2 separate regions of the Mus musculus genome follow, and region 2 is linked to region 1. Evidence: chromatin contacts called from public promoter capture Hi-C data. All regions are on one chromosome and are shown on one strand. The core of a region is the stretch at or near the end of the contact, and the rest is flanking DNA. Distances in the headings are between cores, read along the strand shown.

Region 1 (6,764 bases), core at 2,935-5,434:
CTCTCCCTATTCACAAGAAGGAATCAAAACATAGCAAATGGAAGAGTTTTTCTTTTCTGAGGGGAAGATGATCTTACTTGTTATTTCTCTCTTGCTCACCTATGAGTATGAGTCTGCTGGTTTGGAATAGTTGCTCATCACCCCACTCAGGATGCTCCTGCTTGAGTATGTCGCACACTCTGTTGTGCTCCCGAAGCCAGATGGTGGCATACATCATCAGACCAGGCACCAGACCAAAGACTTCCTGCCCCACAGCAAACTGCAGGTTCTCAGGGATGTGAGGAGGGTAGATCATCTCTACCTGAGTGTCTTTGACTGTGGGGGGATACACCTCTCCACCAATGACCTAAATCACAACAATAATAACAGAGTTAAAAGAAGGAAAAAAAAGCCACAATAGTTTTAATATGTAAGTCTAAATGACAGATGGTCATTTTTAAACCATAAGGAAAATACCTGATATTTCAATTTTCCATCCTTGAAAAGGCGCAGTTTATGTTGTCTGTCCAGAGTTTCACCATAAATGTGATTTAAGTCCACCTAGAAAATTAAGTATGGAGAAAGTTCAATTTACTGATTTTTTACTATAATTTCTTATTCAATATTGATGATTTAGTTGTCTTTAAAATTCACCACGTGATTTTCTTAAGATTTATTTTATTTTTATATGTATGAGAATTTGCCTCTATGTATGTATGTATGTATGTATGTCATGTGCTTGTCTGGTGCCCTAAAATGTTACAAAACATGGAATCTCCTAGAACTGACTGGAGTTATAGGTGGTTGTGAACTGTCATGTAGGTGTTAAGAACTTAAGCAAAAGCAACAACTGTTCTTAATCACCAATCTAGCTCAATAAGTGACTTTTTCATAGCCACAAAATTCTAAAATAATTTGTCTACCAGAGCTACAAGTCTGTATATTTCTTTATGTTGAATAGTATTAGTATCCTATATTAAATATGCCACTTGCTTCATTATAACCATAATAGTAATTTTACATTGTTTAAAGAAGCATAGAAGGGGATTTTGTATGTGTGTGTGTGTGTGTGTGTGTGTGTGTGTGTGTGTGTGTGTGTGTGTGTAAAGGCTGGACCTCTTCTGCCTCAATAGCAGAGACCAGTGCCTGGCAAGCACAAACTTCTAAGGTTCACTTCCCAATGCCACCGATGACTAATAATTTATTTATTTATTTACAGAAGATAGACCCTTTTCATGGACCAAACTTTTAAACTAAAAATGTAAGGAAAATTACATTAAAATATGTCTCTGTGTGTCAGTTCATTTTTACTAAATCAGAAAATGAAAATGGAACACCTATTATGGTTTTAGTAGTCATGACATTTGGATTAAAAAAAAATGGGTGTGATTTGTTTGGCATGGTAAGATGTCAGCATTCCCTAAGGATTTGCTATAAATCTGAGTTAAGCCCACTTACTCCATGGCCCAGTCCTCGGGTGAACCCAGGTCCTCGCTTATGATCTGTCTTGAAAAACTGATGGGTGAAGTGCTGGGCAAAGAATGCAAACATCATATTTGAGCCTTGGGGGTCAGGGATGAACTCTCTCCGTAGAAGAACCTTTTCCAGCACTTCTTTTGAATCAGGAAGCTCCTTATTTCCTGGAACATGTAAATTCTAAAGTAAGTATCTATCCATTCACCTATTTGTTCAAGCAAACAGATGACTGTATAATACATGACAGCATCCATCACTTAGAAGCACCGTCTCAAAGAAGATCACAACATCAATACGACTGTTGTGTTTTGAGGCACAGTGTCAGGCTTGTACCCCAGGCTGGGCTAAGGTTTTAAATTCAAGTGTTAAGATATAAAGCAGGGGGTGTTATTGAATTTTTTATGAATTGTAACTAACATCAGTTCTATTTAGCAAAACATACTAAGGCTAAGACATTACATCAATGCAGATTTACTTTCCCATACTACATCTGTACTTTTAATAAACCTCTGTGGATAACCATACTAAAGACAAAACTATTTACAGTTTTACATAATGGACACCTTTTCTAGGTACACACCCAAGCCTCACTGCAGTTGCTATGTCTGTATTTCTTTACACTCACCCTTCACACCCATGGGAGTTGGGCAGTCATCTGCTACGGGAGGAAGGGCCCTGGTGTAGTAGGAGAGGTTGGAGAAGGCTTCCCAGCTTTTGTAACCATAGTGCACATTGTAAGTAGGTGGACTGTCAATCAAATATGATCTGGCTGAAATTTTAAAGAAAAAAAAATCATTGGTCCTCATATGAAAAACAACAACAACAACAAGGGCATATCAATTATCATTGTACAATGTAGCAAGTACAGAGACTAGATTTCCTTCAGACAAAGATACCCTGCTGTACAATGGCTGAACTTTAAAGAGCACTGAAAATGCATCTTCAATAAAGCTTAAATTTTACACAGGACATTCTGCTCCAGTAGTCTTGACTTTTCAGTTTCTACCCACTCCCTGTTCCATAGCTGATGACAGAGACATTTGGGCATGGCCCTCACCAATAACTACAGACAGCTATTTTTCTCTTCTGACCCAAACCCTAGTCAACCATTTGTTTCAAAGGTTCAGAACAATTCTATGTGTTCCGAACAATTCTGTGAGCCATGGGTATTTATTCAATGAACAAGTGAACCACACTTCCTCCACACGAATGAAGGACAGGGGTCAAAACTAGAATAGAGACTACAGGTTTTCATGACTGTATTTTAGACATTTCAGGGGAAAAACAGATTAGAAAAGGTATACTTCAAGCCCTTTGAAAAGGTCAGGATAGTTCTTGGGGTTGGGTTTCTAGTGCCTAGTTGTGTTGGAGGATGCTGGAAAACAAGGGAGGGTTGTACTTACATGTCAGCACATATTTCATGATTAAACTTCGCAGGAAGGGGATGTTGTTCACAATGTTCCAGACTCCCTTGAAGTGGGTCAGGATGTAGTGCACTGTGTTTGGGGTGGGCTTCAGCAGTAATTTGATTCTTGTCAGAAATTCAGCTGGAGAGAGACAAAGCAGGAGGAAGAATGAGCAGGCCCCTCCCCCATAGGACACAAATCTACAGAATGATGGTTACACATGTGGCCACATTCCAAAGGAAGATACCCCAGGAAAAACTTACGTGTAGTACAGTTTTCACCATAGAATCCAGTCCGGGTACAGTCACACTTATACTGGTCAAATCCTGTGCTCATACATTCCCCACGGTTTTGACATGGATTGGAACAGCAAGGATTTGCTACATTAAAAAAATAAGATATCCTGTCAGTTACTCTTGGTTGTTCTCATCTTAACTTAAGGATTTAATTCTGTCACTATGGGTCAACTTTACAATGATAAGTTTGACAAATACATAGGTAGACCCAGATTTAAAAAGGTCATTATTTTAATTAAGTCTGTCTTATCAACTGTTTATGGAAATAGCAAGCAACTTTGTATTCTTAAGCAAGAAACACAGAGGACCTAACTTCATAGTTCACATTACCAACATTTTTAAAATAACTCGGACACACAGACTAGAATTATTAAGCATCCCTTTAAATATTAAAATGGATCGACCTAGTGCAATAGTCAAAATTTAGTGTAAAGAAAATAAAATTAAAACAGTCAAGTTTTAGCATTTTAAATATATTTTTAAAAATGTATTCTGGATTTTTCTGTGGATAGAAAAACTCTAACAGGTATTCAAAGCAGCCACTCTTGTTCAGTTGCCCACATCTATGCTTTTCACAAGTATTGATCAGATTGTCTTACCATAATGACAACCTGTAAGCCATTAAGACTATTGGTTTTTAGCAAATAAGAAACCTGAAAGTGGGTTGCAGTTCCTCAGGACTTAAGCAGTCCAGGCTCTTTGCCAATACACAGCCAGGCCCACACTGCTAGAAAGGGGGTCTGAGCCTGAGGAGTCCCAGGGCGCCTCGGGGCGCAACTCACCTGCCTGGCTGAGCCCCAGGGCAGCGCAGAGCAGCACAGCTCGGAAGAGCATCGCAGAGGTGGCAGCGGAGGTGGCAGTAGTGGTGGCGGTGGAGCTGGCAGGATGCAGTGCTGAGTTCCTTCGTGAGCAGAGTCCTGACTGACTCCTGAAGCTCTTAGCTCGCAGTTTGACAACTGGCTGCTAATGGGGAGAACCTTGCTTTTAAGTCTGTAAAGCGGACTCCACGTGACGTAGTGGTGACTCTGTCTTTCCGCTTAGGCTTTCCCCAACCCCCACCAACTTTTCCCCCTCTCTGCTTCAGTGAGTTGCGCAAGAACCGCAGCGGCAGGCTTTTACCCACGCAAATGAGAGACGAAGGAAGCCGGGAAGCTGCCCTTGGCTGCCCCAGGTGGTGCCAAGAGAGCTGCACCGCCCTCTCCATCCCTCCAGGCGCCCTGTGGTTCGCTGAGTCTGCGCCTAGTCTGGCGCTCTTTGGGGTCTCCGGTTTCCTCCCAGTCGCGCATCCAGTGGGGGCCTAAAAGCTCAAGAGTGTCACAGCTTCCCCTCCCGGGATCTAAGGTCCTAACTAAGGGAATCCCCTCACCTCTCCCCACTGGGGCGCAGTCTGACGTGCTCGCTGCTCAGAGCACGCACACAGCTACCGGTTAATTTAATTTCTTCTATTTTTAATGAAATGAGTGTCCTCTGTCAGGGTCCACATCTGTACTGGTGGAATTAGGTTGAAGTCTTTCATGGAACTACCCTCCGGGTTCTGCAGTCACAGGAGCCCCTGGCACTCGCCTTTCCCAGGGACAGATGCTGAGCTCCACTTCATCGGAATGCTAAGTGTCCACAGCATTGCTTTAAGGTATTTTCCCCCTGCTGTTACATAGCTTTTATCATTTTGATCAGCAACTCTTTTCACGGGATGTATCACTAGAAAGAATTTGTTTTCAAATGTACCTTTTAAAAACTTTTTCTGTCCATGTTTACAAGAAAGTATGTTATGGCAACGGATCAAAAGGTAATAGTTATTTTTCCATAACTAGCCTTATTCTCCCTAACCTTAAAAAAAAATTCACTTCATTCAGAAACAGTGTTTGATAAAAAATTATTTGCCTAGAGAGGTGATGTTTTTGATAGTGTTGGATATCTTCCTACTGTGTTTGTGTTGGCCATGGAGGGGGTGTGAGGATGGAGTAGCGAAAAGGAGCAAAATAAGAAAAGGAGGAAACTAAAAAATTCAACTAAACTGTACGTTCTTGGCGTGAATGGATAAAAAAAATGACACAGAGTGTGAAATTACACTATATTCTGAGGACAGTTAAGTCAGGAAAATGGTTTGAAGCAGGCTGGGTAACACAGCAAGACCCCTGCTCAAAACAAAACAGAACAAAACAAAACAAAAATGAAAGGGGAGAATATCCACATGGGGGAATCCAATCGACCATGAGAAGCAGCACTTAGGAAACTCTAGCAAATACCTGACTCTGCGGAAGTCTCCCAGAAAGTAAGAATACTCATGGAATTTTTTTTTAACTGTTTGCTTCATGTGCAAGCTAATTTGATGCTACATGAGACACAGTGACTAAAACTCCATGTCACCCAGGGCCTTTGTTCTAGTCATGTTTAATCAGTCCAGGTATGGCACTCCCAGCCTCTTACACGGAGTCTTATGGGAAATTTCAACTGAAAGCACAGACTGTTTTCTTTTGGAGAATCCCTTTAAATAGTTCTTGTTTTCTGTTTTATTTTAAATGCGGGAAGTGCATGGTGTCAAACTAAGTTTGTTAGAGCTCCTGATACGAACTTCAGCTAGGAACTGTATAAAATTCCACATTCTTGACTGTGTACGAACATTTTCTAGTGAAATCTTCAACTGACTTTGACCAACTCCATCCTCATCTAATATTAATTGTATGCCCATTATGTAGAGAAGTATATTCTGATGTTTTAAAAGAGATTATGGCAAAGGGGGTGGTGGTGGATGGTGATGTTGGCCCTTAATCCCAGCATTGAGGGAGAAAAAGGAGTCTAAGCAGATCTCTGAGGCCTCCCTGGTCCACAGAGCACGTTTCAGGACAGCCAGCTATACACAGAAAAATCCTGTCTCACAAAAACTAAAAGAAAAAAAAAAAAAGAAAACATTACAAATTCAAAGTGAGGGGAAAAACAGGGCATAGAGAATAATCACCTTCAGACTACTTGACATTTAAAGACATTAAACATAATCATAGAAGAAATGCAAGTAAAATTATCTGTATGGTTGAGTTGGTTGATCTAATCTGTAACCTCAGATGTAAGGAGAGTTCCATATACTACGGAATGACAGGAGAACTCAGTAAGAAATTCAGACCTGGAGGACAAGAGCAGTTTTGAAAGGAAGTCCAAATAAGGACATAAGGGGAAAGTATTTTGTAATTGGCTGCTTTTGAGAAGTCTGGGATGCCAGAGCACACTGTACAGGCACAATTGGAATACTGGTTACAGGGGAATATTAACTGTCCCAAACCAAATCAAGATGGTTCAAACTGTTCTGTATGGCAAAGCACAATGGTAATGAGGCTCCTTAATAAGATGTTTATTATATAGCAAGTGTAGTGATGAACTGTGTGGAATTTTGGTGGTTCTCTGTACACTTGGGTACATATTTAAGTGTCTGTTGTAGAAAATATATTTTGTTAGTATATGAAAGAGTTTTGAGATTCTAAAAAAGGAAAATAAGGAAATGTACTAACACCTTTGAGAACATTCTGTTGAGTTTTACTGCCCTCTTCTGCTGCTTGAATTTTCAGCAACTTTTTTCTCCTAAGATGCTAGGTAGATTGTTAGGTAGATTTTCGTT
Region 2 (6,764 bases), core at 2,204-4,703, 65 kb before region 1:
TACTCTCTCTCTCTCAGTACCTCACAGAACCTCATTAACATACCTCATTTGCATGTCTCACATCTGATTGGTTATATTCTCAGTACCTCATTAACATGCCCGGGCCAGGCAGTGACTTGGCAAAAAGCTTTACTGCATATGTACACATTGGTTGTTTGTCCAAACTTATGCGTGGTGGTCAGCAGTAGCCAGCGCCACTCTGCAACGGCACATGTGGCTTCCCACACTAACCCATCCACAAAACTTTCAATCCAATATTTATCCTGTCTACAAGAAATGCAGGGGCAGGGACTGAGGGAATGGCCAGCCAATAACTGGACCAATTTGAGACCCATCCCATGGACAAGTACCAATCCCTGACAATATTAGTAATACTCTGCTATGCTTGCAAACAGGAGTCTAGCATGGTTGTTCTCTGAGAGTTTCCTCCTAGCAGCCGACTCAGCTGGATGCAGAGACCCACAGCTAAACAGAACCTGGAACTTGGGGACTCTATTGGAAGAGTTGGGGGATAGATTGTGGGCACTGAAGGGAATAGGAACACCACAGGAAGACTGAGTCATCTAATCTGGACCCTCGGGCTCCCACCAACCAAAGAGCACACATGTGCTGGACCTATGGTCCTGCCCCCCCATATATGTAGCAGATATGCAGCTTAGTTTTCATGTGGGTCTGGATCAACTGGAGAGAGGGTTATCCCAAAAGCCTGGCTGCCTTGTCTGGCCTCAGTGGGAGAGGATGCTCCTAGCCCCTCAGAGACTTGATATGCCAGGGGAACCTCTACCCTTTCAGAGAAAAAGGGGAGGGAGGGAGGATGGGGGATAAAGATTGTGAGAGATGGTGACAGGGAGGAGGGGCAGTGAGATGGAAGTAAAGTTAATAATAATAATAATAATAATAAATAATGATAAACAGCTCCCATAGTCCCATGGAGAATGGCACTGTTGGAAGTGTGGCCTTGCTGGTGTAGATATGACTTTGTTGGAGGAAGTGTGTCACCATGGGCTGGTTTTAAGGTCTCACAAGCTCAAGTCATTCACAGTGTGGCAATCACTTCCTGCTGCTTGTGGTTTTAGATGTAGAACTCTCAACTACCTCTCCAGCAGCATGTCTGCATGCCACCATGCTTCCCACTATAACAATAATAGACTAAACCTCTGAAACTGTATGCCAGACTCAATTAAATGTTTTTTTTCCTATTTAAGAGTTGCTGTGGTCATGGTGTCTCTTCACAGTAGTAAAACCCTAACTAAGACAGTGCTATGAACACTATTCATATGGAGTTCATCCTAGAAAACACAATCGACCTTATTACTTGAAAGAAGAGTTTAGCATCATTTCTGAGGCTCTGAATACTGAACTCTCCTCTTTGATGACTCCTGTAGTTTAGATGGTTGTGTGATCCTGGGATATCCATGACACGGTTTGAGTAAAAGCATCACCCCCAGTATGGTCACCAATCCTATTCACCAGTAAGGATGACAAATGACTACTGTCTGTCTTTAAAAAAATTAAAGACTTCCCAAATGAGACATCTCTGCTGTCACTGGGAAGATTCAGAGAAATGCAATGCTACATCAGCTGGCAATTACTAAATAGTTACATCAAAATAATGATTTAAATCAGTATTACAATAAATATTAACTGCTTGTGAAAATTTTCTTGTAATGAATGTAGGGCAGATTTGGCTGATGTGACTGTTCTGGTGTGCTCATTAACATCAGATTTTCCAACAGTCATTTTCCCATTTACTTATTACTGTGAACTAAAGCTAAGTGTGGTGGCTCATGTTTATAATCCCAATATTGGAGAAGTTGAAGCAGCGGGATCAAGGCCAGCCTGGACTACATAAGACTTTGTCTGGAAAAAAAAAGTGTAAATCCTGTAGATGCTCAAACATGTACTTTGCAAAAATTATCCCATCATCTGTGAATTCATATGTAGTACATGTAGACAGAGATTCATAGAAATACAAAAGGCATGGTGTATATTGCCCTGAAATTTGATTTTTTTTCATTCAATACTTAGAGCACAAATATACTTTCCTGGCTTTATTTTTGCTGCTGTTGGTGTTTTTTGAGAATGATCTCACTGTGTTGACTGGGCTGGCCTTGGATTTGTAATCCTCCTAGCTCAGTCTCTCCAGTGTTTGGATATCAGGTATGTGCCATTACCACCCCGGGCTACTTCCATGCTGGCTTTACTGGATACATAGTAATCAGTGGCACATATGCACTGGTAGTTTATCAGTCTTCTAGACTGTCAAAACAAGAATACCCTGAGAAGAACAGCTGGACAACCTGAGCCCTAGGTGCTAGATCTTATGATTGCTGTTATGTTTTTTTTGAAAAAACAAAAACAAAAAAAACAAAAACAAAAAAAACCTTAATACCAGAAAAACCAAGTGGCTTGATTGAGATCATGTAGACGGTGGGAGAATCAGAATCAGAACCCCAGGGTTAACCTTTTCAAGAGGCAAGGACAACTTCCTGTAGTTCCTTGCATCAAAGAAAAATGATTTTAAAAAGAGGAAGAAGCTACTTACGTGCTCAGCATTGAAACGGTGAGGTAGGGGGATTGCTGTCAGTTTGAGATCACTTTGGGCAGCATAGTGAGTTCCAGGCTCTTCTGGGCCACAGAATAAGACTTTGTCAAACACCAACCAGCGATAAACAGTGTAAGATAAAAGGGGCCCCCAAGCCATACCGTGGAGCACATCCATGGTGGGGTCAAAGCAGGCTTTCACTTGAACTCAGGTCTGGAGGTGCTCTAAGGAGAGCAGACAGGAAGATGCGGTGCATTCGTGTTGTCGGGGTGTGGTGAAGAGGAGAGGAAGCAGTTAGGAAAAGTTTGGGAAGGTTTTGTGGGGACTTATTAGGAACAACAAGGAAAAATAGAGGCTTCCCAGCAGCAGGCCAGACAGAATAAGCTGTCTGGACCTAAGGCGGGTGTGGCCAGCATTACCCTTCCCCCTCTGAAGGTACCGCATAGCCAGGGCAGGCAGATGATTAGCAGATGTTTCGAATCAGCCATTCTAGGGAAAATAGACTTCATAAAAGTAAGGAAAAAAATACCATAACGAAATGAAAATTAAATTAAATCCAGAGCTGTAGTTTCAAGGGTTCATATACATTTGCTGTCTGGGATTGAACCTCTTTCAAGCAGAGGACAGAACTCATGCTGACCTGGGTTAGTTCCCAAAGCAAGCCTGGCAGCTTGGCAGGTGACACAGGCATTACACAGCGATGCCTCTCCCAGTGTACGTAGTGGAGCAAAGCAAACGCAGGGGTCCCTCTAAGAGGGAAGTGGTTACGTGGTTGAAAGCAGCTCAGACTTGCACAATACAGAGAGTCCTTGCCGCAGAAAACTCCAAGTGCGTTTTCGTTTTCAAATGATGAATTACACACAGGATTACACAACGATAGTCGCAGACTTCCAATCAGATGGCCTCCATTCCCTCTGCGTTTGCCTCCAAGATCATGCGCGGGACATTCTGAGAAACCATGCCCAGAGACAAAAAGGAAGCTTGGCGTTGTGAAAAAGCCGGCTTTTAATGAGTTGATGTGAAAAGCTGCACGCACATTAGAGTGAGTATTATTATCTGTCAGATGTATCTTATTTAGGAGGGTGGGAAGTCTTTTACAAACCATTTCCTCATGGGCTTAATTGATAGTCCCTGGATTTATTGGTAATGGATTTGTTCCTGTTGTAATTAAGAATTAATATGTTATGACTAAGAGACACTAGCTCCACCACTCTTTCTGTTAGAAACAGTTTAGCTTGCCCCAGAGTGAATAAAGCTTTACACTGTTTAGAGCAATGTGGGTTTGTAATTATTTTTGTTATAAAACTGTATTCTCAATATAAATGATGAACCCATTACCAACAGTTCTTTATTTCTTTTTAGTTTATACATTTTATTTATTGATTGATAATTTTTTTTTTTTCTGTTTTGAGACAGGGCTTTACTCTATAGCCCAGGCTACCTGGGAATTCATTATATATAAGTTAACCTGGAACTCATGAATGTCCTCTTGTCTTAGCCTTCAGAGTTTGGAGATTAGGCCTGTCTAAACCATTTTGTTTGTTTGTTTGTTTTTCTAAAACATGGTTTTCTGTGTCCCTGACTGGCCTTGAACTCTATATGTAATGTAGTCAAGGATAGCCTTGGAATTCTGATTTTTCCTCATATTCATTTCCAGAGCTAGGATTATCAGACACCACCATAGCTGAGTTTTTATGGGGAACTTGGGCTTAAATCTAGGCATTTGTGCATACTGGACATATCCTAAGTGCCTGATAAGTTGGGGGGGGGGAGGCAGAAGAAAGCAAAACAGGGTCTCTCACTTATGTATAGCTTGGAATTCAAAGGGATTCACCTACCTTTGCTTACCAAGTGCTAGAATTAAGGTATATGTCATCACGACCTGGCCCTCATAGCTTTTATAAGCATTATTTTTATTTAAATCCATAAAAGTAAATTTAAGCAACGTTAATTCAGGTGAGCAATGCATTGCTGGCAGCAGAATCAGTATTGAGGGCTGTGGTGCAGGCTCTTCTGCACTTCACAGCTAAGCTGCAGCTTGCTTTTGCAGCTTTTTTTTCCTGGTGTCCCAGAGGGAGAAGGCAGCCTGGCAGGTCTGCATCCTTTGAGTACCACCTCTGCTGCTACTTACAGGTTATATGAAGGTAGGTGAATTGTGGTGCTATCTAATGTTTAGAAAATGTAAACAGTCGCCAGAGGGTGGTTGGTGGTGCATGGCTGGAGTCTTAGCACTAGGGAGGCAGAGGTGGATGGATTTCTGAGTTCAAGACCAGCCTTATCTATGGAGTGAGTTCCAGGATAACCAGGGCTATACAGAGAAACCCTGTCTCCAAAACAAAATAATTCCAAAAGGAAAAATACAAAGAAAAGAAAAAGGAAATGTAAACAGTAATTGGCACTGTGATAACTCAGTGAGCCCATGTCTGTGGAATATAATGTACAGAAAAGAATAAATACAACCTAATTCACACTGTATTATTTCTACACAATTCCTGCCTTATCCTCCATTACTGAATCCTCAGATTCAATCAACTGTACATGAAAGTGTTTACAAAATAGTGTGTGCTGATTGTGTACAGATCTTTTACCCCATCATATTTACGTGAACAATATGATGTACCCACTCTGTAATCCAGAGATAGCAAAGTTGAGGTGAAGATATGTATGAGTTACAAAAATACACTATACTATATTCTGACAGCAGATGCTGGCAAGGATATGGAGAAAGAGGAACACTCCTCCATTGTTAGTGGGATTGCAAGCTTGTACAACCACTCTGGAAATCAGTGAAGCAGTTCCTCAGAAAACTGGACATAGTACTACCGGAGTATCCCACAATACCTCTCCTGGGCATATATCCAGAAGATGTTCCAACCGGTAAGAAGGACACATGCTCCACTATGTTCATAGCAGCCTTATTTATAATAGGCAGAAGCTGGAAAGAACCCAGTTGTTCCTCAACAGGGAAGTGGATACAGAAAATGTGGTACATTTAGACAATGGAGTACTACTCAGCTATTAAAAAGAATGAATTTATGAAATTCCTAGGCAAATGGATGGACCTGGAGGGCATCATCCTGAGTGAGGTAACACAATCACAAAAGAACTCACATGATATGTACTCACTGATAAGTGGATATTAGCCCAGAAACTTAGAATACCCAAGATGCAAGATACAATTTGCAAAACACATGAAATTCAAGAAGAATGAAGACCAAAGTGTGGACACTTTGCCCCTTCTTAGAATTGGGAACAAAATATCCATGGAAGGAGTTACAGAGACAAAGTTTGGAGCTGAGACGAAAGGATGGACCATCTAGAGACTGCCATACCTGGGAATCCATCCCATAATCACCCTCCAAACACTGACACCATTGTATACACCAGCAAGATTTTGCTGAAAGGACCCTGATATAGCTGTCTCTTGTGAGACTATGCCGGGTCCTAGCAAACACAGAAGTGGATGCTCACAGTCAGCTATTGGATGGATCACAGGGCCCCCAATGGAGGAGCTAGAGAAAGTACCCAAGGAGCTAAAGGGGTCTGCAACCCTATAGGTGGAACAACAATATGAACTAACCAGTACCCCTGGAGCTTGTGTCTCTAACTGCATATGTATCAGAAGATGGCCTAGTCAGCCATCATTGGGAAGAGAGGCCTCTTGGTCTTGCAAACTTTTTATGTCTCACTACAGGGGAACGCTAGGGCCAAGAAGTGGGAGTTGGTGGGTAGGGTTGTGGAGGGAGGGGGGAGGTCCTGGGGGACTTTTGGGATAGCATTTGAAATGTCAATGAAGAAAATACCCTAAAAAAAAATACTATACTACCTTCTAAAAAGTACAGAAGCATCCATGGATTTTAGTATATGAGGGAATTCCTGAACCCAATTTTCAAAGAAGTGTGACTGCTTGTTTCCCAGTGTGTTCACTGGGTTAAATACAGATCCAGGATTGCTTTTCCTGTGTGTTTCTGGCAGGAGTGAGTTGTACCAGCCATGTTTTCTGTGATAGTTGGAGAGTAGAGATGATACAGCTACTACTCTGTAGTTCACACACATCATCACGTATATGCTGGCTTGCAATTTATGTGAGGCAATGGCTGGGCTTATAATCCTCCCAACCTTTCACCTGGATCCTCTTACAGCTTTCCTGTTTCCAGGGACACATGTTTTTGTTTGGCTCCATAGTGAAGCACCCTGACTTCTCCAGGACAGCCACATC

What was found. Promoter capture Hi-C pulls out the DNA fragments that hold promoters and counts their contacts.
Region 2: a promoter capture Hi-C map of hippocampal neurons shows a contact between it and region 1, with 3 times the contacts expected there. The contact joins the promoter of Ptgs2os2 here to the promoter of Ptgs2 in region 1. A contact is called at or near these places in 24 of 39 promoter capture datasets (the 3T3-L1 cell line, 3T3-L1-derived adipocytes, the C10 cell line and 15 more), 1 of 15 datasets of contacts at CTCF or cohesin (the NIH/3T3 cell line), 13 of 484 Hi-C or Micro-C datasets (the 3T3-L1 cell line, 3T3-L1-derived adipocytes, the C10 cell line and 9 more), 4 of 115 datasets of contacts at active chromatin or transcription factors (the HPC-7 cell line, bone marrow-derived dendritic cells, embryonic stem cells and 1 more) and 5 of 9 other capture datasets (adipose tissue, bone marrow-derived macrophages, liver and 2 more).

Annotation. Positions count from the first base shown.
Region 1 is chr1:150,097,451-150,104,214 of GRCm38.p6, reverse strand. It overlaps Ptgs2 (prostaglandin-endoperoxide synthase 2), which reads right to left and starts at 4,184. Exons shown (of 10, transcript NM_011198.4): 1 at 3,940-4,184; 2 at 3,125-3,241; 3 at 2,859-3,002; 4 at 2,081-2,224; 5 at 1,438-1,619; 6 at 457-540; 7 at 100-346. The coding sequence starts at 3,991. Ptgs2os (prostaglandin-endoperoxide synthase 2, opposite strand) reads left to right here and starts at 4,341. Exons shown (of 5, transcript NR_015466.3): 1 at 4,341-4,787.
Region 2 is chr1:150,161,637-150,168,400 of GRCm38.p6, reverse strand. Ptgs2os2 (prostaglandin-endoperoxide synthase 2, opposite strand 2) reads left to right here and starts at 3,453. Exons shown (of 2, transcript NR_110420.1): 1 at 3,453-3,587.